2 separate regions of the Rattus norvegicus genome follow, and region 1 is linked to region 2. Evidence: chromatin contacts called from public Hi-C data. All regions are on one chromosome and are shown on one strand. The core of a region is the stretch at or near the end of the contact, and the rest is flanking DNA. Distances in the headings are between cores, read along the strand shown. Region 1 holds the start of Ephb2 (Eph receptor B2). Region 2 overlaps Ephb2 (Eph receptor B2).

Evidence for each region. A called contact is a pair of places that touch in the nucleus more often than the background predicts.
Region 1: a Hi-C map of kidney shows a contact between it and region 2, with 2.6 times the contacts expected there. The contact joins the promoter of Ephb2 here to the enhancer-like site in region 2. A contact is called at or near these places in 2 of 12 Hi-C or Micro-C datasets (kidney and liver).

The regions. Positions count from the first base shown.
Region 1 is chr5:154,355,596-154,361,844 of GRCr8, reverse strand. It overlaps Ephb2 (Eph receptor B2), which reads left to right and starts at 1,421. Exons shown (of 16, transcript NM_001127319.3): 1 at 1,421-1,641. The coding sequence starts at 1,581.
Region 2 is chr5:154,226,625-154,232,894 of GRCr8, reverse strand. The region is part of intron 3 of Ephb2 (Eph receptor B2); the gene reads left to right. Among named protein-coding and RNA genes, the nearest start is that of Lactbl1, 84 kb to the right of the region's middle. Within about 2 kb of position 2,959, at least 4 of the 93 cell types and tissues checked have an H3K27ac peak or open chromatin away from gene starts, as enhancers often do. A contact at or near this core is called in kidney, where this site is marked.

The DNA of each region.
Region 1 (6,249 bases), core at 172-2,671, 130 kb before region 2:
GTTATCTTCCCTGTTCCCTCCTACCCCCCCCCACCCACAGCTCACTTCTCTTTTGCCTCTTTTGGGCCCCCAACACATACGGCTTTCAGGTGGCCTCCTATGTTGAGGCTCATTTCCAGTGGACTCTCAATGCCTCAAAAGGTGCCCCAAATTTCCAAACCTCAGTTGGTGTCTCAGGGCTGTCTGCCTGATGCGCCTCGAAGGGAAGACATCTCTGGGACATTTTGGCTAGTTTGTGGGACAAAGGGACTGGAGAGGTCTGCACTGGACTTTAACAGTTTGTCCCCCGCGAAAGCATTCTTCCACCCACTGCAAAGATCACGGCCAGTGCTGTTGGCTAAGTGTGTTTTCAGGAGCACAGGTCCCAAAGGCTAGGGGCCCTGCCTGGGTGGTTCTCATAGGATCTCTACAGTCCTCCCACCACCGGTCTCAGCAAGCCCGCTAATGATGATGGTGATGAAGGCTGTCAGAGCAGGCTGGGCCCGCAGAAATGGAACAAGGGGTTGTGTCCTCCCCGAAGGGACAGCTATGCACAAAACCGAGCAGCCCAGACAGGTCCATTCCACCGAGGGGTGGAGTAGGGGCTGTCGCTAGGCACCCCCCACCCTCGGGCCTCCTCCACACCCTTGCGCGCAAACTGCACGGGGAACCAGATCAACAGAGGAGAAATACAATGTGCGGCTGGAAAGGTCCGCGGGGAGGGGCCGGTGGGCTCGCGCAAGACAACAAGGCGAGGAGGGAAGGCCTGGGGTCTGCCTGCCAGGGCCCGCCACCCCTGCCAGAGAGAACCCCGGGCCCGCGGGCGAGCGCCAAGGCCCACTCTCCCAGGCAGAGGCCCCAGCCCAACCCTAGAGCCTGGGAAAGCCGCCTGTTTTGTTCCCAGCTCCCCCCTTTCCCCCCTCATTCATTGCAGTTCAGTCCCTTTCGAAGCCGCAGGGACGCGGGTGGCAGGGCTCAAGCAAGGGGGTGGCACTCCCAGTCCTGACAGGTAGGGCCAGTCCCCCGGCTTTGGGCAGCCCCTTCTACGCTCTCCGCCCCCCCGCCCCGGGTCCCCTCTCTCTGCTCCTGTCAGCCGCGCCAGACGATCTCGGCTTTGCAGCATTCAATAAAAATTGAGAAACATTTGGGTTGAAATCGCTGCTTTATCTGGAGGAGCCACAGCGCCGGGAGAGACCACTGCTGCGCGGGGGGGAATCCGGGGTCCCGGACACCCGGGTGCGGGGGATCACAATGTTCCTACGCGGATGATGCTCCCTCTGAAGGGACACAAGAGAATTAGGAGACCATGCCTCGGGCGTGGTACGACCCGTGGATGCACCGGGCAAGGGCACAGGATTGGCAGTCCAACCCCGGCTCCCCCCACGCCCGCGGTTCAGGTGGGCCGTGCCCAGCGCTGGCGGAGCCCGGGTCCCCGTTCTGCCCGGGCTGGATGGCTCATTCTGCTGGCTGCGCGGCGGCGGCGGCTCGTGTGTGTGTGCGCCGCGCCCCGCCGCTCCCCGCCGGCCCCCCGAGCCCGGGGCGCGCGCTCCAGCCCGGGGGTCCCCGCGGCGCCGCGGCCCGAGGCTCCGGGCAGCGTAGCAATGGCCGTGCGCAGGCTGGGGGCCGCGCTGCTGCTGCTGCCGCTGCTAGCCGCCGTGGAAGGTGAGCGGGGATGGGGGCGGGGAGCGGCCGCCGCGGCCCCGGGTCGCCCCCTCACTCGGCCCCGCGGTCGCAAAGTTTGCCCGGGGACCGGTGCGGGGCGCAGGTGGCCGCGGGGAGGTGTGGCCGGCGGCCACTGCTGGGGAGGACGCGGGGCCCCGCGGGCGCCCGGGGAGCGGCGGGCGCTGATTGACTGTGCCAGGAGGAGGCGAAGGGACCATCTTGCCGAGGCTTTGTAGCCAGCCCGGCGAGCGCCGCCCAGGGCTGGGGACTCTTACCACTGCGCGCCCGCCACCGAGGTCCCCGCATCCCCGCAGAGCCCGGCGCTGCCTCGGCACCGAGCTCAGGGGCGCGGGCCCGGCGCGCAGTGGGCGCTGCAAAGTTTGGCAGGGAGCGTTCCGAGGGAGGCACCGCGGCCGCGCCAAGGATTGGGGATCCCTGGCCGCGCCCCCTTGGATGCAGTCTGGGCCACCCGAAGAGCAGGGGCACCCGCGGAGTGGAGCGAAGCGCGCGTGTCCCCCACCGCCGCGTCCATGCCCGCCCGGTCGCTCGCGGCGTACAATGGGGTCCCCTCCCCAGCAGGACTGAGCGGGGGATGGGGCGATGGGCATCTTTCTTGCGCGCCGGGTTCTCTGGGTACCTCTGCGGGCCACCGCCCCGAGGGCGACAGAGCTCAGCGTGGAGTCTAGAGCCCCTAGAACTCTCCAGCTGCCGTCAGAGCCCCGACCAGATGCTTTGCCATGTGTTGTTGGCCTTGGCCTGGGTCTCAGGGCCTCTCCCCGAGGCCCCGCTCTGTGGTACCACCCGACCCCCCGGGGGCGGGAGTGGCTGCCAGGTGGTCGCAGCTCGCTGGCTTTGGAGGGAAAGTTGTTAGCGGGGGTCTGGGTGTGTCCACCAGGAATGGCTGGGCTGGTAGGACCAGGCGTGAATCCTAATAATGGTTCTCACGTGTACTGCGCTTTACAGTTTGCCAATCGCTTCAGTTTATGAAGTACTTTGCTCTCAGTGGTTTACAGCGTGCTGCACGGTTGACAAGGTACTTGAAGCCTTCTTTGCAAAGTGCTTGCCGGCCGACAATCCGTGTTGAATCCTTCAAGAGAAGTCTTCCGGGAAGCCAGATGGGTCGAATTTTTACTGTTTTTTTTTTTTTTTTAAACAAATAGGGAAACCGCGGGTTCAGAAAAATCCTGTCTCAGCCATAGCCATTGGGCGATAAAAATAGGCCCTGGGTCTGAGGTCTTTCAGACAACTGGCTGGGCTTTCTTACCCCTAAAGAGAGTGACCCTCTTCTAGGAGTGTGCCACCGAGGGCTTGAGGGGTGAGACACAGACTGCCCTCTTCTCGGGTCACTTTGGGAAGAAGCTGTGAGGGGTCCAGGCACAGCCACTCCAGGCATGGCGGGGGACCCCGTGCTATAACTTAGTTTCCCTCTCAGTAATGAGCATTTTAGTGACCGCAGTGCAGGGAGAAGGGGGGGTCCTTGGATGGCAGCCATAGTGTTTGGCACCAAGGCAGCTGTCCTCCGGCTCCTGCAGGATTTGGCGGCTGCCTGCGGTTTCCCAGAGTGGGGTGGCCAGGGCACTGAGGGTGCCACGGGCCCTGGGTGTGGAGGGCAGCCCTGGAGCCCGGCTGCTGGCGGGGAGCACCCTGGGATTTGGTTGGTGTACCACTCATTACTCCGGCTTTGGGGAAATGACTCATGTGCTGGCCCGCTATACGTTGGGATGTTTACAGTATTTTGGGGAGCTTGGCATAAATATTGCTCTTTAGGTTGCAGTCAGTGGGGCTGGAGGGGAAGAAAATTGGCCTCTCTTGCGCGTTTGAGAAGGCCCAAGTGTGTTTTTAATTACCGTGGGGTAGATGGAAGGGCCACGTCTGTCCAGCTCTGGCAAGTGGGTGGTTAGAATCTGGGGGGCCGTGGCCTGGCTGGGCCCTGGCCCTGGACATAGGCCTGGTTGGCAGTTGATGTCACAAGATGGGATGGCTGCCCGTTTGGGGGCAGGAATAGGAGGACACTAGAGAATTTAATTCATCATGATCCGCTCATATGGGACTGAGAGATGGTATGAGGTTGATCTCAGGGGGCTGCTTCTAGTTCTCTTGGGACCCCGGGCCAGCTGCCTTCTCTGTAAGAGCCTCAGTTTCCCTAGGTAGGGCCTCCTCTGGCTATTCTCTGGCGGTTCTGTCATTATACATACCATCCCCAAATCGTTCTCCAAGCCTCCGTCTCTCCCTCTGTCACTTAAGGTGACCACACTAGCTGTCTCACACTGCGTGACTGTAACGATCACACTGGGTAGTGGATGGAGAACGAATCCAGCTACAAGAATTGAGTACGGGCTTTATGCCGAGAAGGCGGGATAGGTGTTACTGCCTATGGCCTATCTGGGGCACGTTTGGATTCTCCTAGGTGCAGCCCCATCTGTGGGACAGTATGGATACCAGAGACCAGGGAGGACAGCCCTTGCCTCTAGCATCCAGAGCTATGAGGCCACTACTGCCTGCCTTCCTTTCTCTTCTGGCTTGCTCTGTCTCCCAGCCCCTCACGGGGCTGCCCCTGAACATTATAGCCTAAGGATTTCCAGCTCCAGCCTGTGGAATGCTTGAGAGGAGATGGGGTGCACGTGCATGTGCGCACGCATGTGTGTGTGCTGGGGAGTGGTTCCCCTAGCAAGAGTGGTGAGCATAGTCTCGCCCAAACCACAAGACCCCCCCCCACCACTCCAGGAAAAGCAAAGTGTTGAACATCTGGAGCTAGGCCCAGGGACACATCTGACAGAGGATGGTGGCCGACTCACTACTAGATGGAACGTGAAAGCTGAGGTCTCCCCTTCACAGCCCTGCATCTGCTCTCCAAATATTGATGGTGCTCCCTTTTGGCTGGGTGGTGCTGGACCCTGGGGCCAGCAAGGAGACAGGGGACAGGCTGACAGAGAAAATAGTTGGCAAGAGCCGATGTGTGAAGTGTGTCCCCAAGCACTGCCAGAAGGAAGTTGAGGGCCACCTGGGGGTGCAGTTTGGGCTGGGAAAGGGTTGTTTCCTCTTTTATGGTTCTAGCCTGCGGTTCATTTTCTCACTCCCCACTCTCCCGGCAATGAACTTTCTTAGCCACCTGGCGGTTTTTTTTTTTTTTTTTTTTTTTTTTTTTTACAGATTGGTCTCTTCAGAGTTGAGGCGGTTGACTTTGGGACTGTGAGGATGAGGAAAATGTTGCCAGGCAAGCCAGCAGCATATGGAAAGGTCCGGGAGCCAGATGATCTGGCATTTCCTTGGGTGTGACCTAAGGGAGTGTGCCTCGAGGGCACCAGTGTGAGCTGAGACTTAGAAGGAACCCGAGGCAGATGCCGAAGGGCTGGGGTGGAAGAGTAAGATGCTGAGGGAAATGGAGAAGGAGCCATGGACGGTTCTTGAGCTGTTTATTGAGGGACCTAGCCAGATTTGTGTTTGGAAAGGTGGATGACGTCAGTGATTGGGGATGCTGAGAATATCCAGATTTGATATTCTTCCTGCACAGGAAGGCCGGCGCTCTGGACTGTGAGTTCCCTGAAGGTGCAGACCCCCTGGACCATTTGAATATCTGCAGTTATGGTACATAGAGCTGCTCAAACGCCAGTTTCCAAGAGGCCTTCACTGACTGTATTTGCTACTTTGTATTTTACCAGTTCCTTTTTGACTTTGTAACAACCGTAGTGGTTTCCTTGTTTCATGGTGCCTGGCCCTGAGCACCATGAACTTCAGGAGGCAGTGACTCAAGCTGCTGTGTTGGCTGTGGCATCCCAGCATGCAGAGCTGCTTGCCGATACCCAGGGCACTCAGGGACAAGTGTGCAGTCAGTTATCACAGTCAATGGATGGAGGGCTGAGTGAGTGGGCCTGGGACAAGCATGGGAAGAAAAGGACTGGGGAAACCAAGGAAGCCTTCCTGGAGGGGGAGACTCTGGGGATGGTTCACACAGGGCTGGAAGGAAATGTTTTGAGTGTGTGAGGCAGAACAGTTTAGCCAAAAGACCACCCAGACCCTTTCTGATGAGGACTGGGAGCTTCATATGCCCCAAGCCTTGGTGAATATGGGGTAAATTTACAGTTCCTGTGTGGGGTTGGCTTTTCTCTTTCTCACTTCAGAGGAGGTAGCTTTTGTGTATGTCTTAGGGAAATCAAAGCTTCACTTTAAACCCCAGCACTGGAGAGTTCTTATCAGATGGACCTGTTCTCTCATCCACCCATCCATACATCTATCCATCTATCTTCTGTCCATCTGCCTTCATGGTTGCCCTCCCTACGTCCATCCATCACTCATCCATCCATCCACCCATCCATCCATCTCCAGGGGCAGATGGTGCGTAGGAAACAGAGTCTGACTGTGGGGGAGAAAATTGCCTGCTGACTTCATAGGAATGTAAGTGGAGACAGTCTTCTAGAGCCATGGATCTGGGTTTGAATGGGAGCACTACATGCTGTGTGGCCTGGGATAAGATGCTCACACTCTCTGGACTTTATCTCCTATGGTTTGCTTGGCAGACACTCAGCATAGAGGGGATGCTGCTTTGGGTCCATGGCTCCTTCCCTTGGCTTGCCTGTAGTGTCGTCTGTGATGATTGGGCTGGGCTGTACC
Region 2 (6,270 bases), core at 1,710-4,209:
ACGCCCCTAGCTGGTCATACACACTGTCCCCTGCCAGACAGTGAGCCTCAGGGTTAGGTACTGTGACTTCTTCAGCTCTATGGCTGGTCCCTTCCGCAGAGCTGGGACAAGGACAGCCGCAAAGTGATCACTGGGCAAAACCTGTTCTGGTAGTGGACCCAAGTTTCTGTTAGCCCGGAGGTCAGGGCCCGGGGGGATTAGAAGAATAACTCCTACTCCCCATGGACTGAGATAGGACAGTGCTCTAGGCTGGAAGGCCTAAAGGTCTCTGTAGGGTGTCTAGCTTCTGACAAGGTCAAATGCTACCAAGAGATGGCTACGGACAGAGCACAAGCCTGCCACGTTCAGCCCACTGTCACTCAGTGGATTTCCTTACCGGGAGCTCCAAGGGAACCCGTTTCCACAGCAGGAGGATGCCGGGCTGGCAATCCCTTCTGCTTGTAAGGCCTACTACCTCTCTGGCGTTTTCAGCAGCCTTTGGCTTGTGGTCAACTCAAACCCCCAGATCTTTTCTCGGGGACGGCTGCCAAGCCATGATTTATAGCACAGGTTTGATGGAGCTTCTCATGCTCCCAGGAGCCAACAGGAGTAGTTTCTGTGCCCCTAGGAGGGAGCCTCCATGTGAATGTGAGTCTGTTCTCTCTCTCCCTGTCGTCTCATCCTTGTCCCCTGAGGTGCTCAAAGCTCAGTCCTCTCCAGTCAAGCTTTTATTAGCATCCAATTCATAGTGCCCAGGATCCAAGCAAATAAACCTTTCTGGAGGCAGAGGTTTCAGAAAGCACCCAAAAGAGACAGAGAGAGAGAAACAGGCAGGCATGAGAGGCTGACGCCACTGTGTGCAGCATTTGTGTGCCCTGCGAATGGCATTGTATGACAATGAGCCTCGGTTTCTCATCTGTAGAGTGATTCACAGATTGACAAGTCCCAAGTCACTGGGACAAAAGTTCCTGGTAGGCAGTCTCTTCGAGGACCTTGTTATTTTCTCTGTCTGGACTCATAGACTAAGAACAAATAGGTACTTAGCACCCAGTGCCGTCCAACTTACATCCCTGACTCAGATAAGTACCTACAACACCAAGGTTGGTCATATCTCCATCCCCCCCGTTGCCATTTATTTATTTGTTTGTTTGTTTGTTTTTTATTTATTTTTTTTTCGGAGCTGGGGACCGAACCCAGGGCCTTGCGCTTCCTAGGCAAGCGCTCTACCACTGAGCTAAATCCCCAACGCCGCCATTTATTTATTTTTATGTACTTATCTTTGAGACAACGGCTGTACATAGCCCAGAGTGGCCTTGAACTAGTGATCAGTCGCACAAATTCTGGGATCACAGACGTGAGCCTCCGTACCTGACGGAGGTGTTAACTCTTAATTATTTATTTTGAGTCAGAGTTTCACATAGCCTAGGTTAGCCTTGAGCCTGCTATGTAACCAAAAATTTGCCTTAAACTGGTCCTCCTTCCTCCACCTTCCAAGTTCTGGGGTCACGGGCAAGGTACCTGCTACTCCCAACTTGTTCCGGGCTTGGCATCAACCTGAGGTCTTCATGAGTGCCAGGCGGGTGCCCTACTAACCGAGCCTTATCCCTAAGTCCTATTTATGTCTTCTTGTCTTTTTCCTTTCGGTGCCAGGGGTGGAACACGAGGCCTCAAGAACGCTCAGCAGGGACTCTCACTATACCATGGCCCCCCTCAGCCAAGGTGTTGCCTTTTAAATGCCGCAGTGGTCCCATACCCCTGGCACCACCTCCCAGCCCTCATGTCTCTGGTCACCCACCACAGCAGACACATTGTTTCTATGGTCCCTTGCCTCTTCCCTCTGTCTCACTCCCTAGAGCTTTCCCTTCCATGAAGGCAGGGCCCATAGCTCCTCACTCCAGCCCTAGCGCCTACCCCAAACTACATGGTCTTAGGAATTTTAGAACACTCTAGCGGACTCACAGCAGTAAGGCATGCATGCTCGAGAATGCAGTAAGAGGGCTGTTTATTCTCCACCATGAACAAAGTGCTGTTCCCTTCCCAGGCCTTGGTCTCCCTCACTGTCAAATGAGACTAAGGAGAGAAGCTTCTTCTCGAGGTCCATCTGACTCTGAAAATTGATGTGGGACAGGAGACAGAACGCTGCGTGACGGGCTGAAAAAGCCACCCGCCAGGAATCTCTCTCCCTCTGTCAATGTCACCACTGGCCTGAAAAAATAAAATAAAATAAAATAATAGCCACCCCACACAGGCCAGGGCCTGTGAGCCGACACTCCCACCCTGGCCCAGTGACAGGGCCTGAAAGGTGTGATAGCAGCTGACTCCCCGGGTGTCCCGGGTTTGTTGGCCTAACTCAGTTCACCAAGCAGGTAAAAAATTCCAGACATGCTCTCTGCTGACAGCTAATTGTGTCCTTTATTAATGAGCCTGGTTTGCTTGGGGCAGGGGTAGGAGGGAGGCCAGCCCCAGTGCAGGGCTCCCTCAGGTGGGGCCAGGACCAGATTTCTGGATCCAGTCACAGAGGGACTACTGCAGGAGGTGACCCAGGGAGAGCCATCCAGCTGGAGAGGGGAGGGAGCGTCCTTAGGACCTCCAGCCCCAGCAGGGGTGACAGCTCCAACAGAGTGATGCAGGGACTTTGGAATCTGGTGGCCCAGGGTCTGGGTTTCAGCGTGGCCACAGAGGTTCAGTGAGCCATACAAGGCAGTACCGACAGCTCCACCACCCACTCTGACGCCGTGTCTGGGACACCGGGTCCCATCTCCGTGGCCCGCTCTAACACCTGTCAGTAGAGCAGCCACATGTGCCTGGGGCTTGGGGCTGCCCCTACCAGATGTGCCAAGCTTTCTGGACATATCCGGCTTCCCCTCAGGCATGTGGTAATTATTATTTAACACTCAACATTCCAGCAGACAGACAGTGAGTCCCAGTGTTAGGCAGCACTGGTCGGGAGAGGCTCACCACCCAGATAGTCTCCAACCCTTCCCTTTCCTCAGAAGGGTGTCGTGGGGCATTCACTCGCTGACAGGAGAGGAAGGGCTTGACCCAGGCAGGCGGATCAGCATGTACAAAGGCCCTGAGGTTAGAGGAATGCTGTGGGACTTGAGTCCATTGAGGAAGGGAGGAAGAGAAGGTTATCGATTTTTACTCCAGCTAAGGCGGGAGTTTTAGAAGTTCCTGAACAGAGCCTCCTGAGTTGCTTCCTGTTCTTTGGGATACCTGCCTTTCCACACACACCCCTACTCCTCCACACAGCCCCACCCCTACAGCCATCCACACAGCCTCACCCCTACTCCACACAGCCCCACCCCTACAGCCATCCACACAGCCTCACCCCTACAGCCATCCACACAGCCTCACCCCTACCCCCCACAGCCTCACCCCTACTCTCACCTTCAGCCCCACCCCTACAACCACCCACAGCCTTGCCCTTATAACCACCCATAGCCCCATCTCGACCCTCACCCACAACCCCACCCTTATCCCCCTCAACCCCGGCAACACTGGGGAGAGCTTCCGGCAGCTCCTAAGAGTAGAACGGAAGGAGGGCGCAGGCAAACGCCAGACACATCTCGAGAAGGCCACTGCACAGTTCTGTGCCTCTTCTGTCTCTCTCTCTCTCCACGGTAACTTACCATGTGACCTTAGGTGAGTTACTAGCCCTGCCTGGGTGGTAGAGTCTACAGTCATAAAACTCTACAGGCACTTAGAGAGCATGTCTTAAAAAGCTCTGTGAATTTGATTTCCCCAGAACCCCTCCTACCTCTCCAGCATCACCTGCCTCCCAGGGGCCTTGATCTTCATGCTTCAGCAACCCTGCAGTATTCTGAGTTCCCTACGCGCACCATACTCTTTCCCACCCCCATGCCTCTGCAGAGCTGAGCCGTCTGCCTACCAAGCCCTCTCCCACCAGCAGCGCCTCCTGTGTAAGCAGACCTCTATCCTGGAGGACACCTCTTCTGGGCCATACACTTTCTTGACACTCCGGGGCAATTTCCCACACCACCAGCCCAGGATAGAAAGAACATGGAAGAAAGTGGCTGCAGGATTAGAGCCGCCTTCCGGTCCAGCGGCAGCACAAACTGGCCAGATGTTCAGCCTCTGTTTTCTCGTCTGTGAAATAGACATCTTTCCCACTCTCGGGGTCAAGGTGAAGACGCCTGGTATCCTAAGCCCCAGCCCTGAACCATCACCTGGTGGCTGCTAGGATCCATATCAGCCCCCTCGACAGAGGGAAGGCACAGAAGGACCACAAGGGTGATCACGGTGGCTTGTGTGGCCCCGGATCCCTGGCATAGCTCCAGCTCGGTCCCCTCCCGTAACCTTGCGGCCCAGGGGTTGTGAATGTCGCTCAGCCCTCCTGCCTGTGGCGCCCTCCTCCGTGAGGGCTGGTCAGCCTCTGCGCCAGAGCCTGCAGCAACCACAACCACGCGGCCCTCAGAAATGTCCTTAATTGCTTCAGTGCGGGAGTCACCCTGCAGGCAGATAATTAAAAAGTTCAGAGCTTGATTAATTGAGAGGAAATTGGAGGAATGGGGCTGCCTGCTGGGTGGGTAGGAGCTCTGGCCTCTTGGTGGGGAGCTGGGATATCTTGAAGGGAAGCAGGCTTGAGGGGACCAGGGGCCTGACACAGAGTCCAGGAACTAGAAAAACCGAGCTGCCAAGCATCCCCCACCCCTCCCCGTCACCTATGCATGCTGTGGGAATCCCGTGCGTAGCTTTCTCAAACACTGTGAGCTGTGTCCCTTGGGGCCATTGCAGAAGACCAGGGAACCGCACTCCAGGCCACACTAGTCTTCAGACTTGGGGACGGTCACTTATGGAGCTGATACAGAGTACTGATTCTGTGCCAGGTGAATCAGGGGCTGCTGCCCTCAAGAGGCTCCAGCTGGGCAGGGCAAGAAGGTGGGGTTCTTAGAGAGTCAATTGCCAGGGGTGTGGAAGGAGATTTGGGGGATCCAGAGTAGATCAAAGACCCTAGTCCACAGGTTCGCTAGCTAGCCTTGAGCATAATTCTCCGCCTTCGAGGGCTATAATCTGCTCCCAAGCCCTTGGCTATACGTGACATTTTACAGGACACTTCCATTCCTTGGTTTCCTCACTTTTAAAACGTCAACACCAATAGCCAGGCCTGGTGGTCTAGAGCTGTAATCCCAGTTGTTCGGAAGGTTGTGGCAGGGGGATTATAAGGTTAAGGCCCATATGGCCTAGGGAGTGAGTCTTGAAAGACACAATAAAACCAGGGGTGTCAGTCAGTGGCAGAGAGTGCTTGCCTGGTGTGTGAAGGTTCAAAACTCAGTTCTGCAAAAAAAAAAAAAAAAAAAAAAGCAAGAATAGTCGCCGCCTGTGTTCAGGGCAGTCATGAGTCATGTGTAGCTGGAGAAGTTCCTGTCCAGACCCAAGGGCAGCTGGGCCCTCAAGGATGTCCCAGGATGCTCTGGGACTTCCAGAAACTTCAGTGTGGCTTCCCAGTCGTGTTGAGGGAACCGATTGGGCATTCCGCCTGACTTGTCCCCGGGGACTGAGTACTAGTTAATCTGGGTGGTAAAAGCAGGAAAGAGTAGACAATCTGCCTAAGGCTAACTGCAGCTTCTTCTTCCGCTCAGCCCAGCCACTAGGACCACCCCAGCCCCACCCTGAGCTTGGTACAGCACCAGACCCTGGCACCATGGTCAGCCTTCTCACAGTGCAAAATAAAAAGGCAGAGCCTGGTGCTGTCTACAGCCAGAGTCTGATACCCGGGGAGGCCAGAGGGATGGTCCCTCCAACACCTGCCTTGCCAGGCACAGCCAAGGCACATCGCCAAGAGGTGGCCTGGCTCGCACTGTCGAAGACCGCGCAGCCACCCAACTCTGTTCTCAGAACTCTTTCGGCAAATTCCTTTCCAAGACAGTCAGGGGAGCCGCTGTTTTGCAGACCCCAGAACCTAATCCCTTTTCCCTCTACCAAATCAGATAGAGAAGCTGGCTAAAGGAAGACATGATGGTGTCTTCCATCTGGTGTCCCGTATCTGGGCCACATTGTCTCAGTGTCCTCATTGAGATAGACGCCTGCAGCCTAGCCCACACTTCCAAGGACAGGGACAGTGTCTGCTGCCCTGTGTCTCCAGGCTTCCTACAGCCGGCAAGGGGCCGGTGAGTTGCAAATGGGTGGTCACCGATCCTAAACCTGATGTCACAAACCAGAAACTCTATTCCAGGAAAACGTCTAGGCACAAAATTACACAGAACGCCGCCATGTTGAATGCCCTTCAGGGGATATATGCAAGGTGCGTGTGAACACGAATGAGTGTCG